Regions from separate parts of the Gossypium hirsutum genome. Here regions 1, 2 and 3 are each linked to region 4. The links are chromatin contacts, called in public Hi-C maps. All regions are on one chromosome and are shown on one strand. The core of a region is the stretch at or near the end of the contact, and the rest is flanking DNA. Distances in the headings are between cores, read along the strand shown.

The links. Hi-C and Micro-C count contacts between places; a contact is called where the count stands out from the background.
Region 1: a contact with region 4 is called in a Hi-C map of leaf, with 2.3 times the contacts expected there. The contact joins the promoter of LOC107954723 here to the promoter of LOC107954695 in region 4. A contact is called at or near these places in 9 of 34 Hi-C or Micro-C datasets (callus, hypocotyl, leaf and 1 more).
Region 2: a Hi-C map of leaf shows a contact between it and region 4, with 2.3 times the contacts expected there. The contact joins the promoter of LOC107954724 here to the promoter of LOC107954695 in region 4. A contact is called at or near these places in 4 of 34 Hi-C or Micro-C datasets (leaf and petal).
Region 3: a Hi-C map of leaf shows a contact between it and region 4, with 1.6 times the contacts expected there. The contact joins the enhancer-like site here to the promoter of LOC107954695 in region 4. A contact is called at or near these places in 3 of 34 Hi-C or Micro-C datasets (callus and leaf).

The regions. Positions count from the first base shown.
Region 1 is chrD07:33,647,785-33,652,034 of Gossypium_hirsutum_v2.1, reverse strand. LOC107954723 (mediator of RNA polymerase II transcription subunit 19a) reads left to right here and starts at 2,555. Exons shown (of 7, transcript XM_016890371.2): 1 at 2,555-2,859; 2 at 2,966-3,104.
Region 2 is chrD07:33,688,605-33,692,755 of Gossypium_hirsutum_v2.1, reverse strand. LOC107954724 (60S ribosomal protein L5) reads left to right here and starts at 2,781. Exons shown (of 9, transcript XM_016890373.2): 1 at 2,781-2,916; 2 at 3,549-3,618; 3 at 3,696-3,787; 4 at 4,017-4,143. The coding sequence starts at 2,914.
Region 3 is chrD07:32,928,806-32,932,928 of Gossypium_hirsutum_v2.1, reverse strand. No RefSeq gene overlaps it. Among protein-coding and RNA genes, the nearest start is that of LOC107954655, 6.1 kb to the left of the region's middle. Within about 2 kb of position 1,263, at least 1 of the 9 cell types and tissues checked has an H3K27ac peak or open chromatin away from gene starts, as enhancers often do. A contact at or near this core is called in leaf, where this site is marked.
Region 4 is chrD07:33,227,094-33,231,897 of Gossypium_hirsutum_v2.1, reverse strand. LOC107954695 reads left to right here and starts at 3,430. Exons shown (of 2, transcript XM_016890331.2): 1 at 3,430-4,232; 2 at 4,356-4,804. The coding sequence starts at 4,225.

The DNA.
Region 1 (4,250 bases), core at 1,306-3,805, 420 kb before region 4:
TTTGTTCCATCTTCTTTCTTCTTCTCCCTTCCTCTCTTCCCAAAGTTTGATTCATTTTCATCTAGCAAGTTTATTTTCCTGTGCATTAAAGGAAAAGCCATTTCCACACACCTCTCTTCTTCATCTTCATCTTCTTCCCTTTTGATTACAACGTCTTTAGTTATGAATCTGTCTCAAAGCTTAAATCTTTGAAACCCATTAACCCAAAGAAACTCATGTTTTCAAGCTCATAAATTTCAACTCCTCTCCAATAGAGCTATTTGACCCTTTTAAATTCCTTTAATAATTATTTTGACTACTTTGCTTCATTAGGATTCGACTTATGAATTCAATTCTTAAATCTTGAAATCCCGCCCCAAAAAATGGCTACTAGTTGCAGGTTACTTAGTTAAAAGCATCGAATTTTAGGTTGAATTATCTGATTTCCAGCCATGAAAAAGTTTTCAAGTTTGGATATTTCTCAAGAAACTCACCTTCAAAGAAAAAGTTGAGGTTCAAGCTTGTGGGGGCTCAGAAGGATAGAAGGAAGTTCAATGAAATTGACACCAGCATGAATATATATTGTCAGCTTATTCATTTTTGCTATTCTGTTATCTCTGATTGGCTATTATAATAATCAATAAAATTGTTGGGTTTTTTAAAAATAATTTCATTGTCCTAATAACATACATTAATCTGTAGATACTGTGCAAGAAAGAATAAATTCATGGCTGACAAAGACCCGGGTGGAAGAAGAAAATTAGAATGAATCATTTGGGGTGGAGGTGGTGGAGGTCGAAACCCAGGTGGAAGAGGGGTGGGGTGGTTGTGGAAGTGGCAGCAACGGAGGACACAACAACAACAATGGTGGAGAAAAATAGTAATTTTTTTTTTGTGTTGCAGCAGTAATGGGAAAAGAGGAAGGGAGAAGAAAAAAGAAATGGAACAAAATGAAAAAAAGAAAAGAAAAGATCATGTTATCTATGATGTCACATATGACTTACGGTTAACTCAGTTTATTAATATAAATTAAGTTGATTTCTGAAAAAATCATAATGTTGAGATGTAAATAAAAAAAAGTCAATGGCACAAAATCAAAAATTCTTAAACATTGAGGGTATTTTATGCAATTATGCCAATGAAAAAATAAGAATAATTTTTTTTTGAAAATCAAGAATAAAATGTTAAAAGAATTAACTAAATGAAATATTATTAAATGAATTTAAAATTAAATAATATAATAATTTGCACTAGAGAAGGGGGGGTCGGAGTTTGCGCCATAATCTAACCAATCACATGGGTGGGAATATTAGATTTTTGGGTAAAACTATTAGTAAGTTTACATTTTGATCATTTAATTTCAAAAAGTTATAAAATGGTCACTAAATTATTAAAAAAATTTAGTTAAGTCACTGAATTGTTAACTTGTTTTTTTAAAGTCTGACTAGCAAGCTCTAATAGACGATTTGACTATTAGTATTATGGATTAGCACCCATTAATGAGTCAGAGAACATATTGATGATCTAAGTCAATCTGATGGCCAGTGTTGAAGATCGAAGAAAAAAGCTATTTGGATTTTAGTTTGTAGATTCCTAACGTTTAAAGTTGTTTCATAAAAAAAGCTAAATTGTAAAAGAGAAGAGGAGGGAAAACTTTCAATTGGTAAAGGCGGTGTGAACATATAAGGCCATACAACACCGATTTTAACATCCTTGTGATTTAAATGAAAACTTTTAAATAGTTTAGTGACCATTTTTTAACTTTTTGAACTTGAGTGACCAAAATGTAAATTTACTAATAGTTTAGGGCATAATGACTTATTTGGCCCTCCAACTTTACAAAAAAAATTATTTTAGCCTTTCATTTAATTTTTCGCCTTTTTTAACCCTTAAACTTGCATTGTTTGTCAAATCATCCCAAAACGGATGAAAAAAATTAATGTCTCTTAACTTTACTTATGTGACATTTGCATGAAAGTTAATGTGTATGCCTCATAAGTAATTAATAAATTTTAAAAAATCTGAAAAATGATTTTTTTATAATTCTATACTTTTTAATAGTTTTTTTTAAAAATTTTTATATTTAAAAATTAATTAATTGCTAACACAACATGCATGTGGCAATCCTCGTGTATGCCACGTTAGTAAGGTTAACAAATTTTAACATTTTCATCAATTTTGGAGTGATTTGTCAAACATCGCAAGTTTAATGGCCAAAAGAGGCTAAAATGGCTTCTTTTTAAAAGTTGGAGACCAAATAAGTCATTATGCCATAGTTTAGTGACCTTAAGTATAGTTTACCCTAGATTTTTTAGGTCATAAGTTAATTTTGTTTAGGCTTTTCATAATTTGATAGTCTTACGATTTAGTCCTCCATTCATTTCAATTTAATCCTTATTAATTTAATTTGATACTTCCTATTTTATTTATTTGAATTTATTTATGTTTATCTATATTTATTTTTATTTATGTTTGAATTTAAATTTTCAAGTTTATTTCATATGATTCTAATTACTGATTAATTATTTTATCAAAATTTTAAATGTATTAATAATTTTATACATATTAAACCGGTGCATCGGGAAAGAAAATACGAGCTAAAACTCCCACTACGAAGGTTTTTGACTCTGTGACCCCCAAAAATAATAAAAATAATAAGTAAATAAATAAGCCGGAGAAGCTACGGACCCGAGGATTTGGCCAGGAAAAGAAAGGAAAAAACTCGTATAGTGTTGGTGGTTCGTCCCTTTTCAAACCCTAAAAAAGTAGGGACTTAATTGCTTCCATTGCCTGCTCCTGAAAGCTCTCCAACTTCATAAGATCTTACCCATTCTACCCGGCTTCACTCCCTCTTCAATTCGCTCTCTTTTATTTTCACTGGTCAATTTCTCCACCGTTTCCCCTTCTTTTATTTTTTATTTCTTTCAAAATTTTGCGCGGTTTTTGTTTTTTCCTTTGATGTTTTTTTAAAAATATTTTTTCGTAGGTTTTCTTTTACTTGCATTGAAGCGTCAGGACCGAATTTATCTGAGGAAGAGAGGAGCTTGAAATTTTCTTTTTTGCTTTGCTTTTTCTCGCGATCTGAAAAATGTTCCTCGGCGACTTTGCCCGAGTCCATGTTTGAGGTATTTCTTGGTTTCTTTTTATGTTTCTTGTTTTTCTTAATTGAAGTTTTTCTTAAATGATGAATTATGATGGTTTCCCCCCTAATCCTTTTTTTCTTTATGTAATTAGTAATTTGTTCGGACATTGTCCTCTATGTTTATTTTTCAATTTTATTGGGAATTCATTCAAATTTGACGATTCTGCGGAGAAAAATTAGATGAAAATTATGAAAAAAGATGTAATTTGAGTATGTGGTTTTGGCGTTTGCTACGTGTAGAATATTATCCGGTTAGATAAGACGAAGAAGCATGTGTGAAGGTTCTGGCTTTTAGTGTTTAAAGCAAATTTTAGTAGCAAAACTAGAGATGCCCTGACTAACTAAATCTTTTATAACTTGAAACTATGTGGAGATAAAGTATTCCATATGAGCTAATTTCAAATTTTCAGTGCAATGAAAACGTCATGGTGTCGCTTGTAAACTTTTGTAGCTTACCATTAACATAGAATTTAGTATTTATTTTTAAATTTAAATATTCTATTAGTTGGCTTGCTTTGGAAATTCATACGAAGTTCTTATAAATTTTAATCGGGTGAAGAATGGGTTAGTTACATACTACTACCACCACCCTCAAACCTGTGTTTAGATTTCTACCTGTGGCTCTAGGTGCTTTGCTATTAACCTAAATAATTAATCCAGGTTCAGCAACCATTTTTCTTTTTGTTCTGAAATGAAAGGGTAATCTGGTTACCAAGTTGGCTTTTATCAGTTTTGCTAGACATATAATTTGCTCAACTGTGCAATATGTCAACTATTAAATTATTGACATTTGAGGAGGGTGAAAGGGGCTATGAATCTCTTTCCTTGCTTCAGAAGTCGCTAGTTTTCTGAAGCAAGGAAAGAGCGCACCTTGAGCCCTTGTCAACACTGAATTTGAAGCAAGTAATCTTGATCCAGGCATCTTGCAAGCTTTATATGAATCCAGAGCTCTTTAATCTACTTGTCACATTTTGAACCAAACTTTGGCTGTGTGTTCTTCTCCTCAATGGGTTCCCCTAGATCAGTAATGATTGAAGAAAATGACGATTGAGGGTGACATATATGACATATATGTTGTAACGAAATCATTTTATTGTTTGGTGCTAATATTATTATTTTGATGTAAAGA
Region 2 (4,151 bases), core at 1,532-4,031, 460 kb before region 4:
ATATTTTAGTAAAAATATAAAAAAAATAATTTATTATAACTTGTTGTTAATATTTTAATATATGAAATATAAATTTTAAATATTTTTAAGCAACAAATATTAATTATTTATAAAATTTAATTAGAATATATAAACTATATTTTAAATATTTAAATATAACTATTAAATATTTTTAATATGTCGTGGTGCAGTTGATTATCACATTAGTCTAACACACTGAAGGTCACTGATTCGAGTTTGAGCGACACTAAATTCAAAATCTTTTTATTAAGACTTCGGGACCATCACGGCAAGGCATCAATGGTCACGTCCATATCTAAGTACAGATCTGTGAATTTTAAATTATTAGGGAATCAATACATGAATTAAATCTTTTAAATGAAATTATTAGAAGTAATGATTGTTTAATACTTAAACCACTCAAGTTGAAACGTTTTCATCCTCTTCTCTTCTCCTAAATATTAAAATGATAAATATCAGTGATCCAACTTGATTTTAGAGCAAATTAAGTTTAGATTTTAATTGAGATGCAATAATACTTTAGATATGGATTTTAAGTTATCATGTAAATTAACTACTATTTTTTATACAAAAGAGAAAGAAACAGAAATCAAACCACTCGTTGCAAAGCCACACCATGCCAAATTCTTTAGGATTGCAGCAGGTGGAGCTATGAAGATATGACTACCGATAGAACAACCAAATGCCAGTGATGCCATACCGTTACCATCCTTATTACTTCCCTTATTCACATGTGCTATCCTAACACCCCAAGGCTGCTGCAACAGTCTCAAAATTGATCGTAACATGATATTGATGGTGCTCGTTCGATCTACTGCCCAACAAATTCACTGTTGTTCAGCTGTCCAACTCAAGCACCTCATTCCTTGCACCCAAGTTCCTGGCTTGTATTAACCCATCGAAAGCCCCCCAAAGGTTTATAAAATGGGGCAGTGGCCAATGTTCCTGGCAAATCCCAGAAACCATCTTCCGTTATGATCTCTGACCATGCCTACTGAACTAGCCATCTCCATTCATAACTTAGTCGTTTCAAAGCCAGTGGTTTGCCTTTTCAAAGAGTAATCGCGGCGAGGGGATTAGTCCTTGTTACCGGTGATGGATATCCTAGTGTCAAAAAACTACAAAATTATGTAACAAATATACAGTCAACCCTCTCTATAACAATCTCATTTGTCTACACAGATTTTGTCTGTTATAGAGAGATGGTTATTATACACCTATAATAGCATGTTGTTATAGGGAGATTATCATTGTAAACTTGACATAGAATTCATATTGTGAATTTCCATTAAGTAAAGAAAGTAAGAATTATGTTCAAAAAATAATGAAAGTGAGAATCAAATCAACAAAATTACAAGACTTATAACAGGTGCATGCATTGTTGTTTTTATGCATATTCTTGTTTTACATTCTTCCACATGGTTAATTATAAAGTTTATAAATCTAACAAGTTTAATTAATCAATATGAGTTATCAAATTTAATTAATTAATTAATCACGAGTCGCTAAATTCAAGTAATCAATTTATAAATTTATGATGTTCCAAATTCATAGAGAATATTTAATTAAAGAACTTAATAGTTTATTAAATTGATATCTTTAATTCTACTCATTTGAAAATTATTTTTCATTTAATAAGATAAGATTAATAGATTTTTCTCACATGAAATTTAATCATTTTATAGAAATAATATATTAATTAAGATCATATTTATTTAATAAATGATAATTAATAAGCTTGCTTATATGAAATAGTTATAATTTTACTTAAAAATTTAGACAATATGTTATTATAGAGAATTAATTTAATAAAAAGTGTACTTTATAACAATGAATGTTATTGTTATGAGTGAAAATTGTTATAGAGAGTTAAAATAAAATATAAAAAATTAATTCTACTAAAATTTGGTTTTGATAGCAGTGGCGTATCTAAGGGGTTGGCAGGTGCCCCGATCCTCCTAAAATGGAAAATATTCTATTTATGCCCTTTAAAGTTTTTAGAATTTTGATTTAATCCATTAAAAGTTATAAAAATATAGTATATTTAATTGGTGAAATTACATTTTTACTATTGTAAAATTTATAATTTAATTTCATCTCCTAAAAAAATTTTCTGGCTTCGCCCTATGTGATAATGAAATGCTGAAATGCTATTTTAGCGAGTAGATATTATAGAGAAGGTTGACTATATTTATAAAATATTAATATAAATAATAAATGAGACTTTGGTTGAGTTATGATATATAAATGTGGAAAACTAAGGAAGTATGAGTTCAAATTTTATTATGTGGATATATTTTTTGTATGAAAGATATAATTTAACAAAAACACTCTTAAAATAATACAAATTACTTTATAAAGTGAGAGTATTCTTTTATCTTTTCTCAACTGAATTAATATTTAATTAACCCGTGATACCAACTTAATCAATAGTTTATAATAATGATAGACAAATAAACAATCATTCCATTGTAATTTTTTTTTTAAATCTAAATATGAGTAGGGTTATGAAAAAGTGAAAGAAAAGAGAAGAAAGAGAGGGGAAAATAAAGGGAATTTTTTTAAAAAAAAATTTGTTTTCGAAAAGTATTAAAAAATTTTATTTGAAATAATTATATCAGTTTGCATTATATAATTAACAGACTCGGTAATAAAAAATGATAAATTAATAATATTAAGATCATATCATAACTTTTTAAAGATAAGAATGTAATTTAAACAATATAAAAGCCATTAAACCTAACGTGGGTCAATAATAAAAAAAAACCAAGAAAATCAATCGTGGCCGTTGATTTACCGATATAAAGTCTCGCTAGGGTTTTAGAAATATAACACCTTCTCTCTTGGCAGAGCCACAAGACTCGGCCGCTTAAAAAAACCAGGGTGAAAGCCATGGTAATACTCTCTTCACAATCGTTTTCCGTTTTTGTTTTTTTTCTTCTAATTAACACCATAGTTTAGCTTCGCATTTTGCATTCTAGATCTCATTGTATATGTTATTTATCTCCAGTTTATAATGTCAGATCTTTGCACAATTTTGTTCGAGAAAAGGATCAATAGAATCAATTATAAAATCTGTTGTTTTGTTGCCTGTAACAGAATCAAGTGTGTTTTAAGCAGTATCTGATTTTCTGCTGTTAACTCGAAGGTTCTTTGTAGTTTAAGTGTATATTAAGCAGTTTTGATATTTCGCTGTAAACTCGAAGGTTTTATGGAGTTTAACTAATTTCAAATTTCATTTGCATTATTTTTTTCTACTTTTATTTCATTTTCCTTCTCGCTGATAAGCTGTCCTGAGATTCAAAGTCAGCAGCGAGAAGTTAAAAGGCTTAAGGTTGTAAGTTCCTTTTATTGAATAAATTTAGGTAATATTTGGTTGTTAGTCTTGTTTTAGTTTTTCACATTCGTAAAATATATTAAACATGTGTTTGTGGAAGGAAATATTGTCTTAGATTACTACCAATTATTTTCTTTCTTTATTATATATGCTTTCTTCGTTTACTGAGTTTGTTAGTTTTATGCTACAGCCTTTCGTTAAAGCTCAAAAGACCAAGGCTTATTTCAAGAGATATCAAGTTAAGTTCAAGAGAAGGCGAGGTACTATAATTAGGCCTATATCTGTATAGGATCACACTTACTGTTTTGATGTTGTAATAATTGTTTTAATCTTGTAGAGGGCAAGACGGATTATCGGGCCAGGAATCGTCTTATTAATCAGGACAAGAACAAATACAACACCCCAAAATATCGTTTGGTTGCACGATTTGTATCCTATTTCTGACTTATTTTTTCCCTCATCATTTTGTTTGCATTGTCTATCCCAAGCAGCACTTGTTTATGTTATTTATAGTGAATAATTTCTGTTTGGGTTGAGGGTATACTGTTTAGACATATAGGCTGCTGAATGTGCTGAAATACCTTGGTTAATTCAAAATGTGATTATTTGTTCTTTTATGGGTTTCTAGTTGATACTTTAACCTTAACATATTTATTAGACCAACAAGGATATAATTGCACAAATCATACATGCTAGTATTTCTGGTGATATAGTTCTTGCAGCAGCTTATGGACATGAGCTTCCTCACTATGGACTTGAAGTTGGCCTTACAAATTATGCAGCAGGTGGGATT
Region 3 (4,123 bases), core at 14-2,513, 300 kb after region 4:
GAAATTGTCATATGTATTAAAGTTGGGATAATGAATTTGTGTAATGTATATGTATAGATGATACTAAAGGCTAGAATTAAGTATTTGGGAATGGTATTCTTTACTGAAATGGTACAATTGTGGTATTGGTTTGTTTATATAGGTGATGCAATTTGGTACCATTTGAACCATTTTGAAACAAGCGGTCATGTCGTGACGTTGAGCTCTTTTCATCATGACAAGAAATCACCAGTGAGTTACGTTGCGACGAGGAACTGTCGAAGCCACAACGTCAACCTGATATTTTACAAACTTTACAATTTGGTCTTAATTCGACATCGGGTTAGCAAAAGAGCTTTTGTAAGCTTGTGTAAGACTTGAAAATGATAGAAAATCATATTGAGATTAATTAAAATTGTTAATAGCATATATAAAAGGGCAAATTGAATCGTAGTTGCTCCAACAACCAATGTGGCATCCCGTAGTTCGAATTCGGCGATCGAGTTGGGTATGGAGTGTTATAAGTTCTCTATTTTGCTTTTCTATTTGATTAGATATTTTATCTCTCTTGATATTTTCTCTTTATTTTTCACTTTTATTAGATTATTTTAGAATAGGTTAAATTTTGATATCAGTTACTATACTTTGCAAAAGTTGTGGATTTAGTCCTTATACTTTTATTTGATCAATTTTAGTCCATTTACTTTTCGAATTGGTCACTTTTAGTCCTGACCCAAAGAGTAAAAATTAAATTCGTTTCGTTAAATTCAATTACTAGTCTTGTACTGCATGTACAGTTGTAGATTTAGTTCATTTTCTTCAATTAGATCATTCTAAGTTCCTATACTTTTCGAATTTTGAAATTTGAGCCTTGACACAAATGACAATCATTAATCCATTAACTGGACTTTTAGTGAGTAATATGTAGAAATAATATGCTAACATGACATTACACATATGATAATATATTCGTCACATCAGATTTGAAAATAAACATAACTTTACTTAATAAATTTAAAGTTATTATTTGCTGGGGACTGAAATTTTAAAATTTGAAAAGTATAGGGACTAAAAAGACCAACTAAAAATATAGAAATTAAATCAACAACTTTTACAAAATACAAGGACTAATAGCATAATTTAAGCTTTAGAATAAAATTCTTATTGTTAGATTTTAAAACAGGTAAAAGATCTAGAGTTTGACCCAAATAAGTGGACTGAGATAGATCCTGTTTGGGCCTAAAGGCAGATTTGCCCACTATTTCTTTTCATGGCCACTAGCAAAACGATGGAGTTTTGAGCCGTCCTAAAAGTGGAACTGAGAATCGTAAGAAGATCAATTGGAACCGTGTTTCATCTTTTATTCAATTTGATTTACGTGTTAATTCGGATAGTAATATGTTTGGTTCGGTTAGACTTTCCATGGCTTAAGTTTTTTTCTTAAAGTTCAATTTAATACCTATACTTTCTTTTTTCCATTTTAATGCCTGAATTTGGCAACTAAAAGCAGGAAATTTAGGCCATTTTTTTTCTCAATTTGAGAAATATTTTTGATTGGAGACCAAAATTATATTTTAAATTTTTGAGAAACCAAAATATAATTTAATCATGTATTAATTTTATCATTTTTGAGGGGCTAAACATTTTTTTTTAATTTTTGGGGGCAAACTATAATTGTACAATATATATATCAAGTTTTAATTTAATCACTTAAGAGGGAACTATATTATAATCCTTTCATTTTTTGGAAGGAGGGACATGTTCGCCTCCAGTAATTGAGATCTCTGAATTTAGATTTAATCAATATTTGATGGCATAATTCTTTTTTTACATTGTGCCACACTATCACTTGAATTTTTTTTTTTTAAAAATCAGATAATATCATCATTTTTTTATTTTCTAAATTGAATGACTAAAATAGACCTAATTACTAAATTAAAATACCAAAATGAAAAAAAAAACATAAATATCAAAACTCTTTTACATTAACCTTCTAGTTTATAAGTTAAACAATTATTCAAATCCAACCAAAAAGTATTTTTATTTCGGAATTAAAAAAAGTTAAAATACAATAAAATTTTAATTTAGAAGGGATGGATATTTGATTTTAAATAGTATTCAATTATACATTTGTGGTAACGAAAAAAAAACTTTCTTCAATAATTAGATTTAATTTTCTATATCATTTTTTGTAAAGCCATCGGAATGATATTTAAGCATTCGCCAATTCAAGTTTTGGCAACACAGGAGATGAAAGTGGTTGACTAAATAATTAAAGATGAAGTGCCTTTCTTGGGATCCAAGCATTCATGATTAGCAAGCTGAAATGAATGTTAAACAGCCTAATGTCTTTCTTTCCCTATTCATTCACATGTAAATAATCTAGGCCTTGATTCCATTATATGTGCGAAAATCTGGGGAATGGGACAAGCAAAAAAGGTGATGGCAGATTTAACAGTATATACCAGCCCTGAAAAGATGAATAGGAATGTTGTTTGAAATCTTCCCTTCTGCAAAACAAAACAGGGCATCGTATCTCGAAACAATACAAGACAAATTATGGGGAATAAAGAAATAAACCCATAGCTGTATTTTATGGAACCTTTGACTCCTTTTTCTTTCTATTTTCTTTTCTTTTATTTATTCATTTTTATTTTAGCCATTGAACTATTTAAAATTTTTTATTTAAGTTATAAGATTCTTAAAATTGATGCTATCTATTTTTCTCTGTTCACACTACTTACACCAATCAATAGCTTTTTTTACCCTTCCCTTCTATAGTTTAATTTTTTTTCAATAAACAACTTTAGATATCATAAATCTCTCAACCGAAATTCAAACTGTTTTTTTCTTTAATCTCTAACACTAGCTGTCAAATCGACTTATATCTAAGCTATGTTCTTCTACTTATCGATGGGTACTAATCCACTGTATTAATTATCAAATCATTACATAGAACTCGCTGACAGAACTTTTTTTAAAAGAAAAAAAAATTAATAGCATAGTGACTTAAATAAAAACTTTTGAATAGTTCATTGATTTGGACGAAAATTTTAAAATAATTTAGTAATCAAATTGTAACTTGTTTTAGTTAAGTGACCAAAATGAAAATTTACGAGTAACAGTATAATTACCCTTAAATGAAAGAAAAAATATATAAAATTAAAAGTTTTGTGAAATTATAAAATAAAAGATGGATAATCCAGATTGAGTGTGAAGCAAAATAAAAACAGCATTTTTTTAGTATTTTAATAATTTGGGATTAAAAAGAAATTGGATACTCATCTTACTGGAATGAAACAAAAAACAAAACCCAAAGCGGTTACATTACGTGAAAATCATTATTGACTTGTGTGTTTATAAATAAATAACTCAATCTCCAATCAATAGTACAAATATTATTCAAACTTGGTGGTACAAAATTTTCTTACTTTTCTAATTTCATCCTTCACTGTCCAAAACTGCTCCTATAAAACAGGTATTTTTTTTACAAAACTGGTGGAGGTGATTATAGAAAAATGCAAAAGGTAGTGATTGCTGCAACTCCTGTAAAGGGATGGTATCATTATAAAGAAATAAATTGATGTAAACAAGTGCTTACACCAGACAAAATGGGGGGCCCCTTCCCCTTCTTTTCTTTATAACCTTGCCTAACCGTTTGGTTTAGCATCTCTATGACAATTCACGAGTAAAACCTTGTACATATATATTTTTAACGCATTTTTTGAATTTTGTATCTGCGTTTTTATTTAAATATTTGACTTAGTTGGTGTCACGAGTTAATTTGAACACATGTTAGCATGACAAGCTATCGGAGAAACGCTCGTAACCAACTCTCTCGCTCTACACTATCCGATCTTTTCCACTTGGATGCCTCAAAGGCTAGTCCTCCCGAATCTTTGCTCTCCACATGGCCCTCGATTTTAGCAAGGGACCTATACCACCTGCTTCTATAGACAGCCTACCTGCTATGCAAGCAGCCTTAACAGACATCCATTTTTTAACTGTGAACACACCCCTGAAGACTATTGGGCTCTACCTGAGCGTAACAACATCGTGATACCAAAATAGAATGGGCCCTATGATGCACATCCTTCACATACTCATTGGTGGCAACCTCTTTGCAACGGTTTGCCACGTCACA
Region 4 (4,804 bases), core at 2,181-4,680:
CCCTCAAGATGCAGTACTCACCCTCTCCATAATAAATTAATGTATTAGTTAAATATATCAATTAAAAAAATAATGAAGTGAAACTTTATAAATATACTCGTGAATAGCAAGTAATTAAAATTTTACTAATCCATACTCATCATGGTTGTGTAATCAATTGTTCTGATTAAAGAACTCATTTCAATATTTACACAAATAAAATTGAATAAACATATCATTTTAAAACATAAACGCTTCCACATAATAATGTTTACCACAACTCATTTTCGTTAATAATTTTATTTTTTTATTTAAATGAAATATTCACATAATAAAAATTTTAATCACCAACTAAATAAAAAGTAATTAAAATAAATTTCCATAACCCATAATTTTTCAACATCTTTATTAAAAAATATATAAATATAAACACAAACCTACTTTTTCTTCTCCCTAAAACTTAAACACAATTTTTTTTACTAACTAAAATATAATCTTAAACATTAAATTTAAATATTATAATATACAAAATATTATTACAAACTAAAAGAAACATATAATTTTAAATAATCATTTCCTCATTTTCATACAAAAAAAATACATTCAAAAATTAATATAAATTCCTTCCAAGCTTTCTCATAACATTTCACAACAAATATCAAGCTAATGAAGTTGTAGGAAGCCATTTCTTACCTTCTTAAAGCTTTTTCACTTTGACTTTAACTTTTCTCACTAAAACTTTATAAACCCTAAACTAAAATTAATTAAAGTGATGGAAGACATGAGCTTAGAATGTTGTTTCCATGGAAAACAGTATCTAAAGGTGGGAGGTGAAACTTTTAAGAGAAAATGGAGAAGAAAACCAAAAAATGGAAAGGTGGAAGAAGAAGAGCCGTGGAGGCTGGTGCTGGCTGGTGAAGGGAGAAATGAGTGCTGATGAAGGTTCTTTTCCTATTAAAAAGGACCATCAAATGGGCCTAAAGTCCAAACCCAATTTATCCAAGTCTAATTTTATTAAATTGTGATCTGATTTTTTAATACAAAATTTCAACTATCTAAAATAATTTTAAATATCAAATATCATATTTAAATGTTATTTTAATTATAGAGGTTTGAAAATTGATCAAATTATCTTTTATGAAAAATTATTATTTTACTCTTTTCATTATTTCTTCTTAAATTTTGGCAATTAGAACAAATTTAATTTTAATACAATTTCATGAGTTGTGAAAATTATTTTCTTAATAAAAATAAAAAATTACAATTTAATCCTTATATTATTAAAAATTTTTAATTTAGTCCCAAAATCTATTTGCAAGGCATATTTCAACTTATCCTTTAGTCAATCAATAAATAATAACTCACTTTTACGGGCAATTTACCAAAAAAAGCCAAATTTTTTTTAAATTTACCGAAATGGGCCCGGTATTTTATTATTTACTGAAATGGGCCCCTTTTTCCTAAATCGCATCCACGTCAACGCGATGTCAGGGGATGTATCAGCAAAGCGCGGCCACGTCAACGCTTTGATGACATGGCAACAAAGCGTGGCCTTGAGAGCGCGCTTTGTTGCCACGTCAGCAAAGCTCTCTTACGTGGCCGCGATTTGATGACGTGGCGCGTCCCTGGGGACGCGATTTAGACCGCACGTGAACAGTGCAATGGTCAAAAATTTGACCGTTTCCCCCCTAACGGTAAAAAAAAAACCTATAAATTCCCCCACCCCTTTTTTTTCACAAACAAATTCTCTCTCAAATTTCCTCTCAATTTCCTCTCAATTTCCTTCCAAATTTCTCTCAAATTCATATTTAATCTCAATTAGCTCTCAATTTCCTTTTAAATTTCTCTTAAATCCCTATTTTAAAATAATTTTAAAAAATTTTGATTTTTTTAAATAAAAAAATTACTCTTAAATCCCTAATTTTTAAACCGAAAAAATTTGTACGATTTCAGTAATGGACGGAGGATTGACTCGTCTTGATAAGCACCACATATCCGTGGAACAAATGAAGATGGTAAGTGTTAAATTTAATTTTTAAATATTATTTAAGATTTTTTTATTTATGCATTTTTAGATAATTATTAATTTATTATTTGTTATAAAAGTCTGTAGATCGGGTATTGGAATACAATATCCGAAATATGCATGCTCCTCCATCACCGTTAGTAGAGAACTACCTGCGAGAAGCAGATTTTTGGCACGTGGCGATGGTAGGCCGGGGATGTAAGGTGGACCCGAAACTAATCAGTGCGTTGATCGAGAGGTGGAGACCCGAGACACACACATTCCATCTTCCATGTGGAGACTGCACTGTCACTTTGGAAGACGTCAGCTTGCAATTGGGATTGTCGGTGGATAGGTACCCAGTCACGGGGTCTGCCCAATCTAGCGATTTGCCAGCGGTGTGCTACGAGCTTCTAGGCGCTATTCCGAAGAAAATGGATGGAGGTAAGATTGAGATGGGCTAGTTGCGAGACACATTCTCGAATCCAGATGAAGATTCAACTGAAATAGAAAGAATCCGATATGCTCGGGCATACATTCTTCAGTTAATTGGAGGTTATCTGGTGCCGAACTTGTCACGGAGCCGCGTACATCTAAGATGGCTGCTGAAACTCGTTGATTTTAGAGCAGTCGGTGAATTGAGTTGGGGGTCTGCCGTCTTGGCCACATTATATCGGGAGATGTCCGGGGCGACGCGACCGAGGAGAGCAAAAATCGGAGGTTCCTGTCACTACTGCAGTCATGGGCACGGTTTCGCAAATTCTTCACATATAGCATCCAGGAGTGCAAGATTTCACAAATTTTTTGCATATAGCATCCTGCTTGAAGCGTTTTTTATACTATTTGCTCAGAAACGTCAACTGGAAATTATTTTTCCAGAACCTATGTAGCAAAAGCGCGTACACGTAGGCGCGACTGCAAAAATCCTTCTGATAAATCATCTTGCTTTGATTTTATCTTAAAAACCCATAAACACGAAACGTAATCCAATTTTGAATAAATTTTAATTAACTTAATTACGAAACCCTAAACCCTAAAATTTAATAAATTTTAATTACAAAACGTAATTTAATTTTAATTAATTAATTAATTTCTCTCTAAAACCCTAAAAATCTGAAAAACCCTAAAAATCCTAATGTGGGAAACACGGCGAAATCGCGTCCCCAAGTGCGCGCGACGTGGCAGCAAATCGCGTCCACGTCAGCGCGCTTTGATGACGTGGACACAAATCGCGCTTTCAAGGACGCACTTTGTTGCCACGTCAGCATAGCGCGCTGACATGGACGCGATTTGCTGACATATCCCCTGACTTCGCGCTTACGTGGACGCGATTTAGGGGAAAAGGGCCCATTCCAATAAATAAAAAAATACCGGGCTTATTTCGGTTAATTTAAAAAAAAATTGGCTTTTTTAGTATTTTGCCCCATCTTTACAGCTGCTTTCACGTATTCATTTTCAAATATAAAATTTATTGCATAAATTTTTTTTATCTGATTTGTTCCATACCTTGTTCTTAAAATTTTCTCGATATTCAAACTCAGAATTATGTCACATATTATATCAAAATTTTCGGAGTGCCACAATCAGCGTCACCACCATGGACATTGTTGGGAGTCACCGACTTAAGGAGATCCGAAGCCTTTGGGATACGGTGCTCTACCAAACGTAGGAACCTTGACGAAGCGGAAGAAATCGAGAGGCCAGGAGCCCCGTCTAGAGAAAAGGAGATAAGCTATCTCCAAGAGAGACTTGGAAAAATCATGTGGTGGTACACCACCACCATTCTAGTAGCCAAAAGCTTGAGGAGGAGAGGGGAGATCTCGAAGTTTTTTTTCCGAAAGACAAAGAAGGCAAAAGGAAAAAAGACTTACCAAATCAAGAGAGAGGCGAGAGGAAAGATAGAAAGGGCAGTTGAAAATACACACTAAGGTCGTATGTGTTCAACACCTAAAGAAGAAAGCATTAGTTGGATGGTTCAATGTTATTCCACTTTATATTCATGTCCTAACCTATGTATCTTGAGAGACATTGATTTTTTGTTTTATTTTTATAAATGATTTAGCCATTGTTTAAAACTTACTTTATCAATTCTCTTCATCGACTATCAGGAAGTCCAACAAATTAGAAAAATTTAAAAAAAATCTAAAAGATTAAAAGGAAAGCGCTGCCTTACTTCTCCTTTTCCAGGAAACATAAACCCTTCAAGCAGCAACAAGATCCCGATTTTCAAAGACTCAATAATGGATGAGTAAAGTCCTTTTCCTTTTCCTCCCTTAATTTCATTTTCATTGAAATTGTTTTCTCTTTTTTTTTTCTTTTTTTTTTGCTTTCAAAATCTCACTTTCACACTGTAAATTCATCTGTTTCTCAGATCTGAGCAGGACCCAAGAAGACTGACTTCCACATCGTCTTCTTCTTCATCCACAACAAGAGTTCACGTCACGGCCTTGGACGGCCTGGTAAACGTCAACTCCCTCTTCACCATCGCCGTCTTCGTGGGCCTTTCTTTAACCACGCCAGGCCAACATAGCCTCGAGAATCGAGCCCCCTGCGACGCCGGCATCGACTTTGCGAAAAAGCTCTTGGTTTTCGAGGTAGTCTCCTTCAGTTTCTTCCTATTCTCGTCCCTGGTAGCTCAGGGTTTGAAGCTTGCCATCAACTTGTTGAACAGCAAAGACGTGGACGAAGCTATCAGGGCCCACATTAACCTTAAAGTTCTGAGGTTGGGGATGATGGGGTCGGCGGTGGGGTCGGTTATGGGGTGCTTGTTTTTGATGCTTTCGATGGTGAATGTGATCGAGATCCGATTGGGGATGTTGT